Regions from separate parts of the Zea mays genome. Here region 1 is linked to region 2. Evidence: chromatin contacts called from public Hi-C data. All regions are on one chromosome and are shown on one strand. Each heading gives the region's core, a stretch centred on a gene start, on an enhancer-like site or on the middle of the called end of the contact. The rest is flanking DNA. Distances are from core to core; before and after follow the strand shown.

Region 1 (7,285 bases), core at 4,322-6,821, 140 kb after region 2:
AGAATAAAATAATTATACGTAGCAAAAAAGACTTAGCTAAATACTTTTGAACTTGAACTTAAAATTCAGTAAATACTAATTTAATTTTTCTCATCAAGCATATAACTAAAATTGTGCTCACAATAATATATAAATATTTGCATAATTAGTTTTTAAGAAAATATAGTAAAGAAAAAAAACAAAATATCGTGCAGCACTGTTCTTATACCTAAACGGATCTAGATGGCCCACTCGACCTACTTGTCGACTTTAGCCCAGCATGATCTGCTGATCCGCTCTGCTCCCCGTCGCGTACACCCAGTCGATAACCTAGGCATGGACCACCAATTCTCTTTCCTATCTGGGCTCAAGTGGCTCGATCACCTTACACCGTTCGATTTGATCTGTTGGTCATTGTGCACCAAAGCTAGTATAAAAGGCATTTTTTCGATTGAGGACGAAATCGTAATAATTTCTTCCCCAATGTAGGTATCTCTAAGTGTGATATCATGACATAGGTGGATTGTGTGATATCGTGGTCTAAGACTTAAGACCGTCTGCAACTGTCTACACAAAGTTACCTAAAACATTGTTTTGCACTTTTATGCATTGTAGACTACATTGTTCGCATAGTGGAGTTTGAATATGAGTATGGGATGGGTAAGCTACTGGAGATAGCCTAATAGAATTAATAGAATACTCATACCAATAAGGTGCATCTTCTTTTTCGAAAGCATACCTCGAAAGAACCTCTGGGTTGAACGTGCTTGGCCTAGAGCAATCTTGGGATGGGTGACCGATCGGGAAGTCTTATTGGATGCGCATGAGTGAGAACATAGTATGTGCAAAAGACTCGTGTTGGTTTGTGAGGATTTTCTATGATCCTATATAGGGCTGATAGGAGTAAGTACCACCGATCCAAGAGTGGACAGGGTGTTACAAATGGTATCAGAGCTGACCCTCGTGGTTTTCACGGGTGTGTGTGGGCTAGGGGGTCGGGTATGTGGCGCGTGGTGCATGTGGGCCCAGAGTTGTCACATGGCATGACATATGATGACGCTAGACACATACGTGGCCAAGAGGAGAGGTTCCTGGCTTGAGGTTGACCAATGAGGACGTCAGTCTTCTAAGAAGGATGATTGTGATATCCTGGTATAGGTGGATTGTGTGATATCCTTGTCTATTATTTAATAGAATTAATAGAGTACTCATACCAACAAGATGCTTCTTCTTTTTCGTAAGCCTGCCTCAAAAGAACCTCTAGGTTAAGCATGTTTGGCCTAAAGCAATCTTGGGATGGATGACCGACTGGGAAGTCTTCTCGGGTGCGCATGAATGAGGACAAAGTACGCGCAAAAGACTCATGTTGGTCTGTGAGGATTGTCTATGATCCAATAGGGCTGGCAGAAGTAAGTACCACCGATCCAAGAGTGGACAGGGTGTTACACTAAGTCTCTCTCCCTCTCTCATGAGCGCCTCCTGTTCCTCTTTGTCTTCTGCAACTCTGGTGAGCGAGACAGGACACAACAGTGTCCATACGCTACCTATGGGACCACTTGCTGATGTGCTCTCTCCCTCCCCTGAGGGCGAGCACGCTAGTATCGAACGACCTCTCGGTGGTGCCTAAGGGCCTACATGTGGCATTGCGCTAGACCGACGATCACACCGCCTTTTGACCTAGTCGTCGTCGACTAGGTAAGTCTTACCCCTCCTTCTCCTTATGTTTATGTGTGCTCAAGATGGTTAGGGTTGGAGTTCAGGGAAAACCAATGAGGGTTCTTTCTTCCCTTTTTCTGTTTGCTTTCTAGTGGATGAATATGAAACTTTTAGAGGATTTGCTCGGTTTCATCCCTTAAATTCAATGTTTTGAAATATCTAGGTCTAAGGTTTGGACACTAACCTTGCTTCGATATCACTATTAATTACCTTGTACATGAACCCTAGCCAATAGATGTGACATGTACCTATAATTGGGGTACCCCGAGACAACAAAGTATAGTCTGGAATATTAGAGCGTTGCATCGCCTAGGATGACCCCCCGAAGAGGGAGACTCGACCTGGCAACCCCAACCAAGATAGGGCTGGTCACCCCGATTTAATTCCCTTGACCTGAATCGCCCAGCATAGTCTCCTCGACCAGGACGGATCCGCCCCCAATCACCTTAAGCAAAGTCCCAATCCAAGTCATCCCAGTCAGTCAGCCCCAACCTCAACTGCGCCAAGACATGTCATTCTAGACCATATACCCCTAAAAAGATACCACAACCCAGGTATCATAAGCCTCTGGAAAGGCATACCACATTTATGATCCTATGACCATTCGACACACGCTCTTGACTATGGTCTGCTTGGGCCACGGTCTCGCATCAGCCTGATGGCCTGACCCATTTTCAACAGCAGGTCCACAATAATTATGTGGTATATGCACGAACGCAAATCTAGTGATTTAAAGAGACCGAGTCCATAAAGAGGTACATGGCTACATGCTTACATGCAACACTCCTGCATGCGACTATAGTGGATACATGGCCATTATATATTCTACTTGTTGTATCACACTTCACACCAGTGGAAAAAGGAGCCCGGGCGCCTGCCCGACCCGCTTGGGAGCTGGGTCCGCCACTAGTTCCACTTATACAACCCAGATAAATGAGCTATATCTTGAAGAGTTTTAGTAAATAAGAGACTAACCCTGCTTCGATATCGCTATTAATTTTAAAGGACCTTGTACATGAACCCTAGCCAATATATGTGACATGTACCTATAATTGGGTACCCTAAGACAAGAAAGTCTAGTCTGGAATATTAGAGCGTTGCATTGCCTAGGATGACCCCCGAAGAGGGAGATCCGACCTGGCAACCCCAACCAAGATAGAGCTAGTCACCCTGATCTAATTCCCTCGAACTGAATCCCCCAGCATAGCCTCCCGGACCAGGGCGGATCCGCCCCTAATCACCTTAAGCAAAGTCCCAATCCAAGTCGCCCCACTCAATCTACCCCAACCTCAATTGCGCCAAGACATGTCATTCTAGACCATATACCCCTAAAAATATACCACAACCTAGGTATCATAAGCCTCTCGAAAGGCATATCGCAATTATGGTCCTATGACCATTCGACACACGCTCTTGACTATGGTGTGCTTGGGCCATGGTCTCAGCCTGATGGCCGCCCATTTTCACGGGTTTCTTAAATGTATGTCGGTTGTACATTCCCTAACAACTGGTTGTACATCTAAACTAGAAAGGTCCCCCTTTACATTTCAGACCTCAAATCTCTTGCAGTATATAATTAGATAGCCAAAACCAAGATCAGCTGGATTAGCGAGAGAACTCATGGATATCTGAATAGTCGTTTGCATTATCCATCAGTTTCTATATGGACAGTCGGCAAGAACATCAATGTCCATGCTAGAATTATCATGCAGTTGTACAACACATGCACGAGACCCGTGCGTGCAACAAAGGAAGAAAAGGGAGCATCCATCCACCACCCAACAAGGCTGAATAAATAACTATGAACAATAAATCGATGGTACCAACAACGGCTTTGTGAACAAGCTGCAGACTTGATCTTCAGTCCAGTCCAGTTCAGATCAGCTCACCAATCTAGGCTAATGTTCCTCGAGAGGAAAAGGTTGTCGATGTACTCTATGATAGGACTAGAAGCATCAATGTATCTCCTCATCTCCTTCTGCACGGAGAAATCTGCGTCAACAATCAATAAAGGACACTGTTAACACTTGACATGAAGAGTCGGCAGAATATCTGGTTTCGGACATTGGCATCTCAGATGCCTAACATTTGATGATAGAACATCTGCCGCAAAACATTTGATCAATCCCTCTCTGGAGAAATAAAGGCATTTTCTTTCGAGAAAACGAAATTCGAAGATTGGTAAAGTTGTAATCCTTCGAAACGTGGTGGGTCTTTGCGTTTGCTTACCAGTTTCATTCAGCCGCACTATCAACTGCTCCCTAGTTGGAAGAGTGTACATGCCAGCACCAACAGCCTTCCTGATCGCCCAGCTATGAAACGGCGCGCAGACCTGCCCGTAAGCTATCGTAGCAGCATCATACAATGTCCCCCTGAAAAAAAAACAAGTGCCAAAGAACAGAGCCACCAGTCAATATATAAGTATCATTTTAAAACAAAACAGCTATCTGTCCAAATCATAGCACTTGACAGTTACACATGTACATGCAGTAATAGCCTTGTGAGCACCAGCTGGCAATTTGGTAAATGTATTTAACCACATCCACATGACAACCAGTTCGAGATCATGCAGTTATCATCGTACACATTCTGACAAAAGGACATCATACGCTGTATACAGGCCTTGAGATTCAGTCAATGTGGCCTATCTTGCCTGAAATATTCAGACTTAGTGATGAGATGTGTTCATGTTTGGTTGAATGCAACGAGACGTACTCGGTATCGAGGAATTGCTCGAAGAGGGCTTTAATGAGGCCGAGGCCGAGACGGACCCTGCGTAAGTTCCGGGAGTGGCTTCCCTGCTTCTTCACGCAGTCATTCTGGATGTCCTTGTCGAGGATGTCGCTCAACGTGCGGTACGACTTGCCGGCACCGATGAGATCGTTCACCTGGAAAGATGGATGGCTGATATGAGCATTCAGTATTCGCACGGGGAGGCGCCGTTACATTCCTTCGCCGGAAGGCCGGGAGTACGCGTGAGCAATTTTGATTGGTATACTAATGCCGACCACTGAAATTTTGAAAGACTCTGCACGCAATCGAGAAGGAAGCTTCCTTGGAAAAAAAGATGCAAACTTTCGATTCCTGTGATGACGTACGTTAAATTTTTTTTTGAAAAAAATAAGGAAATGATATAATAATCCAAAGTAATTTTTTTGGGCAACGTCGGTCGTCGGTGAACGCTGCACGATCTGATGAAAGTCAAACAACGTGGCGCCATGTTATCCAGGCACGGAGATCGCAACAACGGTCCAAGCGATCGGGGCGAAAAAAATAGGGGGGGTCATCGCGCAGAATCAATCGCGAAAGGGATCGGTCGGCGGGACAGCGGGATCGTAGGGCGCTCACCTTGGTGACGTACTCGATCTCGGCGAACCTGAAGGCCATCCCGAGGCTGCTGAAGAGCACGGAGACGAGAGCGCAGGAGTCGCTGAAGGGAGCGAGGCGGAGCTCCCCGCCATCGGCCTCCATGCCGCGCGCCAGCTCCTCGAACGCCTCCGCCACAGCCGTCAGCGGCTTCTCCATCCCCTGGCGCGCCGCCACGACGGCCGACACCCCCTCGCACAGCTGCTCCGACGGCGCCTGCTCCTGCTCCTGCGCCGACGACCACGGCATCTGCCTGAACCCGAGCATCCTGTCTCGTCCTCTCCGTGCCTCCTCCTTCTGCCTCTCTCTCCCCCGGCCCCCCGGGAAACGTCACGCGTGACGGCTGGCGGGCGCAACGGAGCGGTGGTGGTGGCGCGGGCGAGGTGTGCGAACGCCTCGCCTCCGCGCGCGGCTCGCTGCTCTGTGTTGGGGGAGGGGAGAGGGTGGAAGGCTGGCTGGCTATGTATAGGAGGCGGCCGGAATCGGAATTCTGCCGTGGGGGGAGAAAGACTGAGAGGACTCGCGTTTTGGCGAATGGATCCTGCTTTATATAGCCATCTCGTGCGAAAGGAGGTGGGGCCGTGGGGGTTCTATTCTAACCGAACGGACAGTGACAGGCCGTGGCAGGTTAGCATCCTAATCTTGGAGTGAATTTAAAACAGACATCACGCAAGCCACGCTGTTACTGTTTCTATATGATTTCTACCCAAGAAAAACACGTGCAAATACGCCCATCTGCACAGGACATCTGTTAGCGACATGCGCCTGTGACATACTGACATCACTCGAATCCCCGATGTTCCACGCCGGGCCTCGTTTGTGAATCACGTCTTGCAAATTTTTGCAAGCTACATAGAGGAAGTAGTGTCGTTTGGTTCACATATTTATAACGTAATGACATATTTATAACGTAATGAGTAACTGATAACGTTAAATCATGTTTGTTTTAGTCTAACCGTAATCAGATACCACACTAAAAATTGATACCAGTCTATTCAAATTTGTTACCGCCAGTAATAAGCGTAAACCATTACCATTATCATTTGCGTTACATTTTTGAACCAAACAGCACCTTAATGGCTGGATTGTATAAACATAGGTAGCATATGCATTATTACAAGTTGGATCTCCTGTTTCAACTTGCATTTTATGAAAAACCTACAGGCTAAAAGAAACGTGCCCTAACTAGACTGAAGTACTAAAGCAAAGACTCCGTAATCGATATAAATTCTTTGACATCAAATACAAATGGTTTATCATCATTAATTCTCTACTGTTCTCTAAAAATAGGTTTACAACATCTTTATCCCATTCATCTATACTGGAAATGTGTTATTTGTCGAATGCTATAGGTTTGACGAGTGCAAAATCTCGGACACTCGAGTGTTACTCTTGACGAACAAAGACACTCAGACAAAGATCCCCTCTATGACGAGTGCAAAATGCTCGACATACAAACACTCTCGGCAAAACCATATTTTCCGTGCCCAACTCTTGCCAAATCTAGACACTCGGTAAAGCGTCGTCAACAGCTGACGGGCGTTAACTATGTCGAGTGCCACAGGAAGGTACTTGACAAAGGCACTGTCTTTGTCGAGTGTCTTTTTCTGACACTCGACAAAGTTTATTTGCTTTTTTTCTTTTCCCCTCCAACTTTTTTGTACTGTGTTCATACAATCTCTAGACCTACATGTTCAAATTTGGCACATTTCTCAAAGTGTTTGTTATATCTATTAGATTTAGTACATCTATTTCAATTTCTTCGAATAATTCACATTTGAACGGCAAGTCACTCGAATAATTGAAAGCAACAAATACAAAATTGATATTAATGTTATTGAGCACATTTTGCGGCCTTATTTAGCAACAAACGAACATTCGAAGATCATGTTCACGAAACATGACTGCGAATTTGCAATCCCGTTGTTAAATTGTATAAAACGCAAAAGAAATCATAAAATCATGAAACTTGTCGAGATCTCATGATATCATTATGTAGAGTTTGTGATAAAAAATTTTACAGAGCTTCGTGAAAGTTGTCACGTACGACGTGTACAAACCTAGTCGGCCTCTGTAGAAGTTTCATGATTCCATGTAGAGGCCGGCTAGGTTTGTACACGTCGTATGTGGCAACTTTCAAGAAACTTTGTTAAATTTTTATCATAGACTCTACATATGATTTCAGGAGATCTCGATAAGTTTCATGATTTTCTGACTTCGTTTG
Region 2 (7,443 bases), core at 4,505-7,004:
AGTCAATTGCTTAGTTGTTCACCCCTATGAGTTTTTATTGGCTACAGGTAAATTTAGGTCCTATATACTCACACAGGATGTTGATTTACTAAAATAAGATTTCTATTATTTTTATTGAGGACCTATTACTCCCTCATGCTTCTTATTTGTACATCACCTGTAGATCTAAGTAACATATTCCATGTTGTCCTTTTCAAAACCTTTGCAGGTTCAGTTGATAAGACTGTTAAATTTTGGGACCTTGAAACTTTTGAGTTGATCGGTTCTGCTGGACATGAGGTACCATATCTATTTATAACGACTCACAAAATTAATTGTTCATATCCCCAGTTGAAGCTATTCTATGTTCAAAATCTGAATTAATATAGCCCTTGAAGGTCATATAGTGATCTGGAAAAAGCTGTTTTTGAGAATGCTATAGTTTTAAAAAGTTGTATTTAATCAATAGAATTTGGTCACATGCTTGAATTAAATGAAATATATTCAAACTAAGGTCTACCATTATGATTTTTTTTTTTAAAAAAAACTATTATGAAGTTTCAACCGTAGTCTGTTTGCCACTCTGCCCAAGTATGATTCATTCCAAGGATTCAAGGAACACATACATTCAGCATCAGTGTGCAGTTTTTTTGACTCTTCTGTAGACTATTGGCACTCTAAAGTCTAAAATAGATATATTGGTATGCACCTTTTGTCACTTTTCTTTAGACTGTTGCAAACCAGATAGTGGCACATATACCTGCTGTATTTCAATTTGATGAAGAATCTAATGTTACTGTCCATTCTCTATATAGGTTTTTTTTTCCTAGGATATAATTAACCTTTCCTTGCTTAATGCAGAACAACCGAGAATACTTTGAGCTGGTACGGATTCTATCATTAATTTCTTCAAATCATCATATTTCTGGAATTTTTGTGTGGAAATGGATGACATGCTTTCTGTAAACAAAGCACATGATCTGTAATCAGATAAACCAATTGCTTATTGTTGGTAAATGTCCTCAATTAGTAGTTAATGATTGGTTTTTCAGATATTATGGAGAGGTTACATAAAGATGGTATACTATCAAGGGCAAGCAAAGATGGTTATACAGTTAACCAGGTCAGCCCCTTCATATTCTGAAGCAAATTAACAGTTTTCTTTTCATTTCAGCTAGGTTCTGTTGGCAGGAAATAAAATCAGTCCTTCCTTCCTCGCTCATGTTGACGTCTTAAATTAGTAGTTAATGATTGGTTTTTTCAGATATTATGGAGAGGCTACATAAAGATGGTATACTATCAAGGGCAAGCAAAGATGGTTATACAGTTAATCAGGTCAGCGCCTTCAGAGCAAAATAACAGTAGGGTTATCTGCTACACGAATGGCTACATGTATCAATGGGATTAGTTCACTGCATAGATCGAACCAATTGCTTCAAGGGTTCCAAACATGATTGACATCGGGTGAGTTTACACATGTCGCACCACAACAGATCCTTCTTCAGCGGGATCCACCATCGATTTTGGTCGCGCGCCAGTCAATCGGTGGAGGCTATTGGAATCTAATGGCTGAGTCCTACGTTGTCCTTGTTCTTCCCCGCGACGGCCACCCAGATCCTCCTCGTCTGACCTCTCCTTTCTCATTTTTAGGCCTTGCACTGTATCTGCATCAAAGAGAAGGATCTGAGGTTACTCCGTTCGGAGGAGCAAGGTAAGTCGACTGCCTCTGTATCCGTCTGTGCTATGCTCTAGGTTGGGATTAGTTCTGACCTGCAAATTTGGCCCCCTTGCTGTTAACTTCCGTCTTGTATGAGGTCAAAAGAAAGGGAATAAGGGATGCTATCAGACGACGTGAAATCGTTGCTCAGGGCTGTCTGTATGATTGTAGATTAATAGCACAAATACTAATATAAATTTCTCTACAAAATTGTAAGTTTGTTTTGATCATGATTTTCATGGATGTTCTAGTGTAAATTTAGTCTTGATCCCATGTAGCAGCAGCACAGAAAGGAAGGATCTGATGCTGTTATCTTTGTTTGCTCCGCGTAGTGCTCTCACTGCTATGCAAGTGGTTTCACTGTGTCCCCTTCGACCTGTTGCGTCTGTCTTTCTCCTCTTCACTTCTTCAAGCCTTGTCCCTTCCTGATTTGACAATTTTGTTTTAATGATGGACTACTGCCTACTGGTGTGGTGACTACATCCGCTACGAAGGCTAGACCGCTAGAAGATAGAGAGGTGTCTGTGACACGGATTCTGTATACCATAGTGAATTGATGATTGAGAGACTATGCACGAGGCATGCAAATTAATAAGACTCATACAAGCGTCGAACAATGTGCTGATGATGATCAGAGACACAAGGGCAGCACATGATCAGGTTTTAACATGTTTGGCTTTCGAACAGGCTTTTCTCCAGATCCTCAAGGAAGAAGATCCAGTCAGATATGTGTCGATGCTCATCCCCAACGTACCTAAGTTATCAATGATATTATATGTTCCCGTTGCAACGCACGGGCACACACCTAATATATATATATATATATATATATATATATATTAAAAAATAAATAACGAGCCGTATGTTCATGTTTTTTTGGCTGTTTTCGTTTGCTTGCACTCAACCTAGCCTTTTTCTTTGGCCGAACATGCTGCCTACAACACTGGACCAAGCTGTCGCTTCTCGATTCCAATCATGGCTGCCGTCGCTCCTCAGATCTCTGTCCATGGCCAGCGCCACCTCCACTTGGCCCTCTGCTACAAACGCCGCCGCCTCTCCTCCCAATGACGTTTGTCGGCTGCTTTCTCCAACCAAGCCCAAGAAATCGATGCTCGCGTTTGGCTGGATGAAGCGACTCCGTGCGCTGCTGGTCGACGACGCCGTGCTCCACGGTCATCACCGCCACCTCCCAAGTCTGCGCCCGATTTCATAGAAAGGACAGATAGCGGGCGCACAGCGAATCGCTGAGAATAGCGTGTACGAATTTCGTCTGGTACTTTAGCAACTGGTTTACCGTTCATTGCTGGAGAGTCGTACCTGCCGCCCCTCCAACATATCGCAATAATCACCTATTTCTGTAATATTTTGGTTCTAAGTAAAGTTTTGAAATTTTAAATATTTTAATGTAAAAATAAAAAAACTCTATCTGCCCGCATCAGCCACTTGCTCGGAAGCTAGCCCGGCCTGTATGTGGCCTAGGAGTGCCCTGCTTCCCAAGGTGATCCGATTCGAAAAAGGGTCCACAGTCCTGTGTGTGGCCGAAGGCCAAGCCTGTGTGCCTAATTGGGTTAGGCGAGCGGACCAGGTCGGCTAAGGGCACGAGACGAGCTGACCTGTGACTTCTACTCGGAATCTCAGATCGATGCCGTTCAAAAAAATGGAATTCCCGTGCAAATCGTCTGAAGCGTCAACGGAAGCGTAGCAGAACCTTCCTGGGACAATGCATGGCAGAGGCTGGGCCATTCTTGTATCCCCGGGTAGACCTCAAAGTTTGGACCAGATCATTTGGTATCGGCACGGCATGATACGAAATAAGAGTGGCTGGCTCCAACAAGACCCTCTAAAGGGTCCTGTACCCTAAATTTAGAGGACGAGGACGTACTCTACTCCCTCCAGCAACGTCCTCTAAACGGTCCTCTAAATTTAGAGAACGTTGTTGGATCCTCTATATGTAGAGTTTCTCTAAACGGTTCTCTATCTATTTGAATACTTTAAACAACCGGTTTAATAAAACTAAAATATGTAAAATACATTTGAGAGTATGACAAATACGTATGTACAAAAATTAAAAAATTAAAAATATCTTTAATATAGGTATTTACATATAGAGGACGTGATTTAGAGGACGTTGTTGGAGAGAAAGTAGATATAGGAGATGGAATCTTTTAGAGAAGACTGTAAAGGACAGATATAGAGGATGTATATAGAGGACGTTGCTGGAGATAGTCTAAAATATGACTTGACACGAAAAAAAATAGGTATATCATGTTGTGCCTCAAACTTAGATACGATAGACGGCATGACACGACTAAATGGACCGTCATTGAATCGACACGACATGAAGTGAGGTACTAAATAGAAAACTAGCGTTTAAAAATGGTTATTTCATGTTCCAATATTTTTATCTCTTCATAAAAGTTATAGAAAACATTGATCTCTCTTTTTATATGATTTTTTTAGTTTATAGCAAAAGTTATGAATATTTTCATAATGTATTTTTTAGATATATATAAGTTTTTTTTGTCCCTATCGTGCTTAGGATGGTATCCTCCTGTCGTGCTTCGAGTCGGGTCAAGCTTAGTTTTTAGTATCTGGACACGTTACAACCTAGCCTACAATTATTTTCTGTCGTGTTGGTAAAAAAAAAAGTTAGCCCGAGTCCGGACAACTTTCAGCTCTAATCCTGTGGTGGTGCACGTATCCGTATCGTGGCAGCCTTGGGCGCTCACCGCGCTCACGTCTCTGACGTACCGTACGTACTGGAACCGATCAATCATCCCTGGCAAAACGTTAATTCACCAACAAGTCGCATTCGACGTTAATTATGTTGCTTCGTTTTTTCTTCCGTGGAAGGTGACTAGAAGCAGTCTTTTTCGCTGTTCTCTTATCAATACTCGATGGATGTTTTGGTGCAGCTGAGGCCGGCACGTCGTTATTATCCGGATATCTAATGCAATTTTTCAATGTTCGTTTGTGTCTGCAATTTTTTTTGACGGTTACCGGGCGAGAGCCTCTCCAAATGAACGGTAGAAAACCGTGAGAACGATATAAATCGAAATCAGGACCGGCCAGCTCGTAACCGCCGTCGAGCATATACCACTGAGCTACGGTCAGGGACGGAGCTAGGTAGCCATGGGCGGGCAGGATGTAGAAGGGGCTCCTGCTATAGCGGTTTAGTTGCTCCTCTTAACATTTAGGTGTGTGTGCGCCTGGACAATTTGCTGTGGACACTCTATCTGAATGCAACGAAGCCTAGTTCTTCGTTTTTGAAGAGAAGAAATCAGATCTAGAGTGATCGGCGGCACTCGGAAATGACAAAAGAAAATGTCAGCCGTAGAAAAGGGGAAGGCGCGTTTGACACAGTAAAAGCGGGCCTCCGGTCGCGACCTGGACGACGAAACCACACGTCACTCTCTATCATGAGACAGCGTCGATACCGACACGACGAGCCACTGCCTTGTAGACCAGGCCGTACGAAATGGAGGTGGTTATATACGGACGCACGCTCTCACAGAGTCACAGTCCCGCAACGTTTTCTAGATTAGTTGGCGCGACTGTTTCCTCCCCGTTCCCGGCCCGGCTCACCGTGCCGCAAGTTTCCAGCCGCAGTCGCTGCACCGTCGTTTTCGACTTCGACCACCCTGCTTGCCCAGCCAGGCAAAACGAATCGAAGACAAAGAAAACCGGCGCCACTCGCCGACGTGGCGATCTGCACCCGCCGACTACCGGTCCGGAGATCCCAGCAGCGAGCCGAGGACAGACAACCCCGGTCGGGCGGCCAAAACCCGCGTGCCGCGCGGCCGAAAAACGTGAGCGCGTCCGCTCAGACGTTTAAAAGCCCGCTCGCTTCGCCACAAAGCAAACCCACCACCACAAGGAAGGGAAGCGTATCAGTATCACCAGTTCACCATCCTCGGATCCTTCGCCTTAATCGCCCGCGTCAGCCATCTCACGTACCGGTCCTCCAGTTTCCTCCCATCTTTCACACACACCACGCCACGACCCGGCCCCGGGGTATAAAAGCACCAGGGCGAAGCCGCGCAACGACTCGATCGGCAGCAGCCAGGGCTCGCCTCGGGGGACCGCGTGTTGCTAGCGAGCTCGGTGCTGCCGGCTGCCGCCCCAGTGCGAGGCGATGGGGAGGAGGCTGGACGTGCTGCTGGGGCGGACGACGAAGCAGACGGCGCGGCTCAAGTCGCTGCTGGGGCTGGCGGCGACGCGCCTCGGCGTGGTGCGGGGCCACCGCCAGGTGCGGTGCGGGCAGGCGCGCGGGGACGTGGAGCAGCTTCTCCGCCTCGGCCACGCGGACCGCGCGCTGGCCCGCGCCGAGCACGTCGTGCGGGAGCAGAACGCGCTCGACGTCCTCGCCGAGCTCGAGGCCTGCTGCAACCTCATCGCCGAGCGGGCCGCGCTCGTCGACGACGCGCACAGGGGGGAGTGCCCCGAGGAGCTGCGGGAGGCGGCGGCGGGGCTGGTATACGCCGCCGCCAGGTGCGGGGACCTTCCGGAGCTGCAAGAGGTCCGGGCCATCCTCGCCGCCAAGTTCGGCAGGGAGTTCGTCTCCGCCGCGTCCAACCTCCGCAGCGGGTGCGGGGTCAACCCCAAGGTGAGGCCCGGCGGCGACCCGCGTACTCTGGCTGGCTGGCCGACTGACTTCTCAACCTTGGATTCTCGACTAAACTTGGATTCTCGACAGATCGTGCAGAAGCTGTCGACCAAGCAGCCGAGCCTGGAGAGCCGACAGCTGGTGCTACAGGAGATCGCCGCCGACAAAGGGATCGCCGTGCGCATCTACGAGCCGCCTCCTCCCTACGAGGACTCGGGGAGCTCCAACCACAGCCACAGGAAGACGGAGCACGATGGCGAGAGGATCAGTAGGACGCCACCAGTTGATGGCCGGGACGAAGACATCTCCGGCCACTCGGCGCAGAGGTACAAGGACGTGGAAGCGGCAGCTCAGGCCGCGTTCGAGTCGGCCGCCTCGGCAGCCGCCGCCGCGAAGGCGGCCATGGAGCTCTCGCGTGGGGAGCCCAGGGGGCCCGGTGACAGGAGGAGGGCAGGGAGGACGCAAATGGATGATCCTGAGATCGAGAAACAAGATGAGGTGCTTCATGGAAACAAACCCGAGAAGATTGGGCATGGCCGGAATTACAGTTCAGATGTTGAGATCACGCCGGAGGACGACGAGGCAAACCACGGCAACGTTGCAGTGGACGAACCGAAACAGCGGGAGCCTGCCAGGGGAAAGCCGGCATCGGTCAGAACAAAGTGGGGATTTTAGCGGCATCCAGATCGCAACGGAGGAGATGGTTTCTTCGTCTTGTCAATATATTGGCATGGAAGTTGTTTTTTTTCACTGTAGTAGTATGTAATTAACGACGGTTACCAAAAAAACACATGAGCGATTTGATTTATTGCCAACAGTTTGCACACTAGTACACTATGCCTGTACTAATGCTATGTTCTGTTAATGTGTAGCGTTAATTGTAGTACATGTTCTTTGGAGGAAAAATATTGATGTTGCAATTCAAATGATCTGCTTGGAAAGGATGAGATTGTTTTTTTATTATATAAGGAAGTAGATTATATATTATGAGGCAGGACAATACAATAAAGCGGTTATCCCAGAAGACAAATTGACAAATGTCATGGCAAGAAGTTTGGAAAATAATAATATATAATGATGCCAATTGCCAAGAAACAAATTGATGACACAGCACAACACAGCTCCAATGATCACACACAGC

What was found. Hi-C and Micro-C count contacts between places; a contact is called where the count stands out from the background.
Region 1: a contact with region 2 is called in a Hi-C map of bundle sheath, with 2.1 times the contacts expected there. The contact joins the promoter of LOC100273327 here to the promoter of LOC100277671 in region 2. A contact is called at or near these places in 3 of 25 Hi-C or Micro-C datasets (bundle sheath, endosperm and tassel).

Annotation. Positions count from the first base shown.
Region 1 is chr1:273,905,175-273,912,459 of Zm-B73-REFERENCE-NAM-5.0, forward strand. It overlaps LOC100273327 (putative glycolipid transfer protein (GLTP) family protein), which reads right to left and starts at 5,572. Exons shown (of 4, transcript NM_001147768.1): 1 at 5,044-5,572; 2 at 4,411-4,583; 3 at 3,925-4,067; 4 at 3,322-3,673. The coding sequence starts at 5,328. The coding sequence ends at 3,651.
Region 2 is chr1:273,766,739-273,774,181 of Zm-B73-REFERENCE-NAM-5.0, forward strand. It overlaps LOC100277671 (Regulator of Vps4 activity in the MVB pathway protein), which reads left to right and starts at 5,755. Exons shown (of 2, transcript NM_001151178.2): 1 at 5,755-6,302; 2 at 6,393-7,254. The coding sequence starts at 5,832. The coding sequence ends at 6,977. LOC103645569 (katanin p80 WD40 repeat-containing subunit B1 homolog) reads left to right here. Exons shown (of 12, transcript XM_020547289.1): 8 at 1-47; 9 at 209-279; 10 at 841-864; 11 at 1,032-1,102; 12 at 1,244-1,425. The coding sequence ends at 1,265.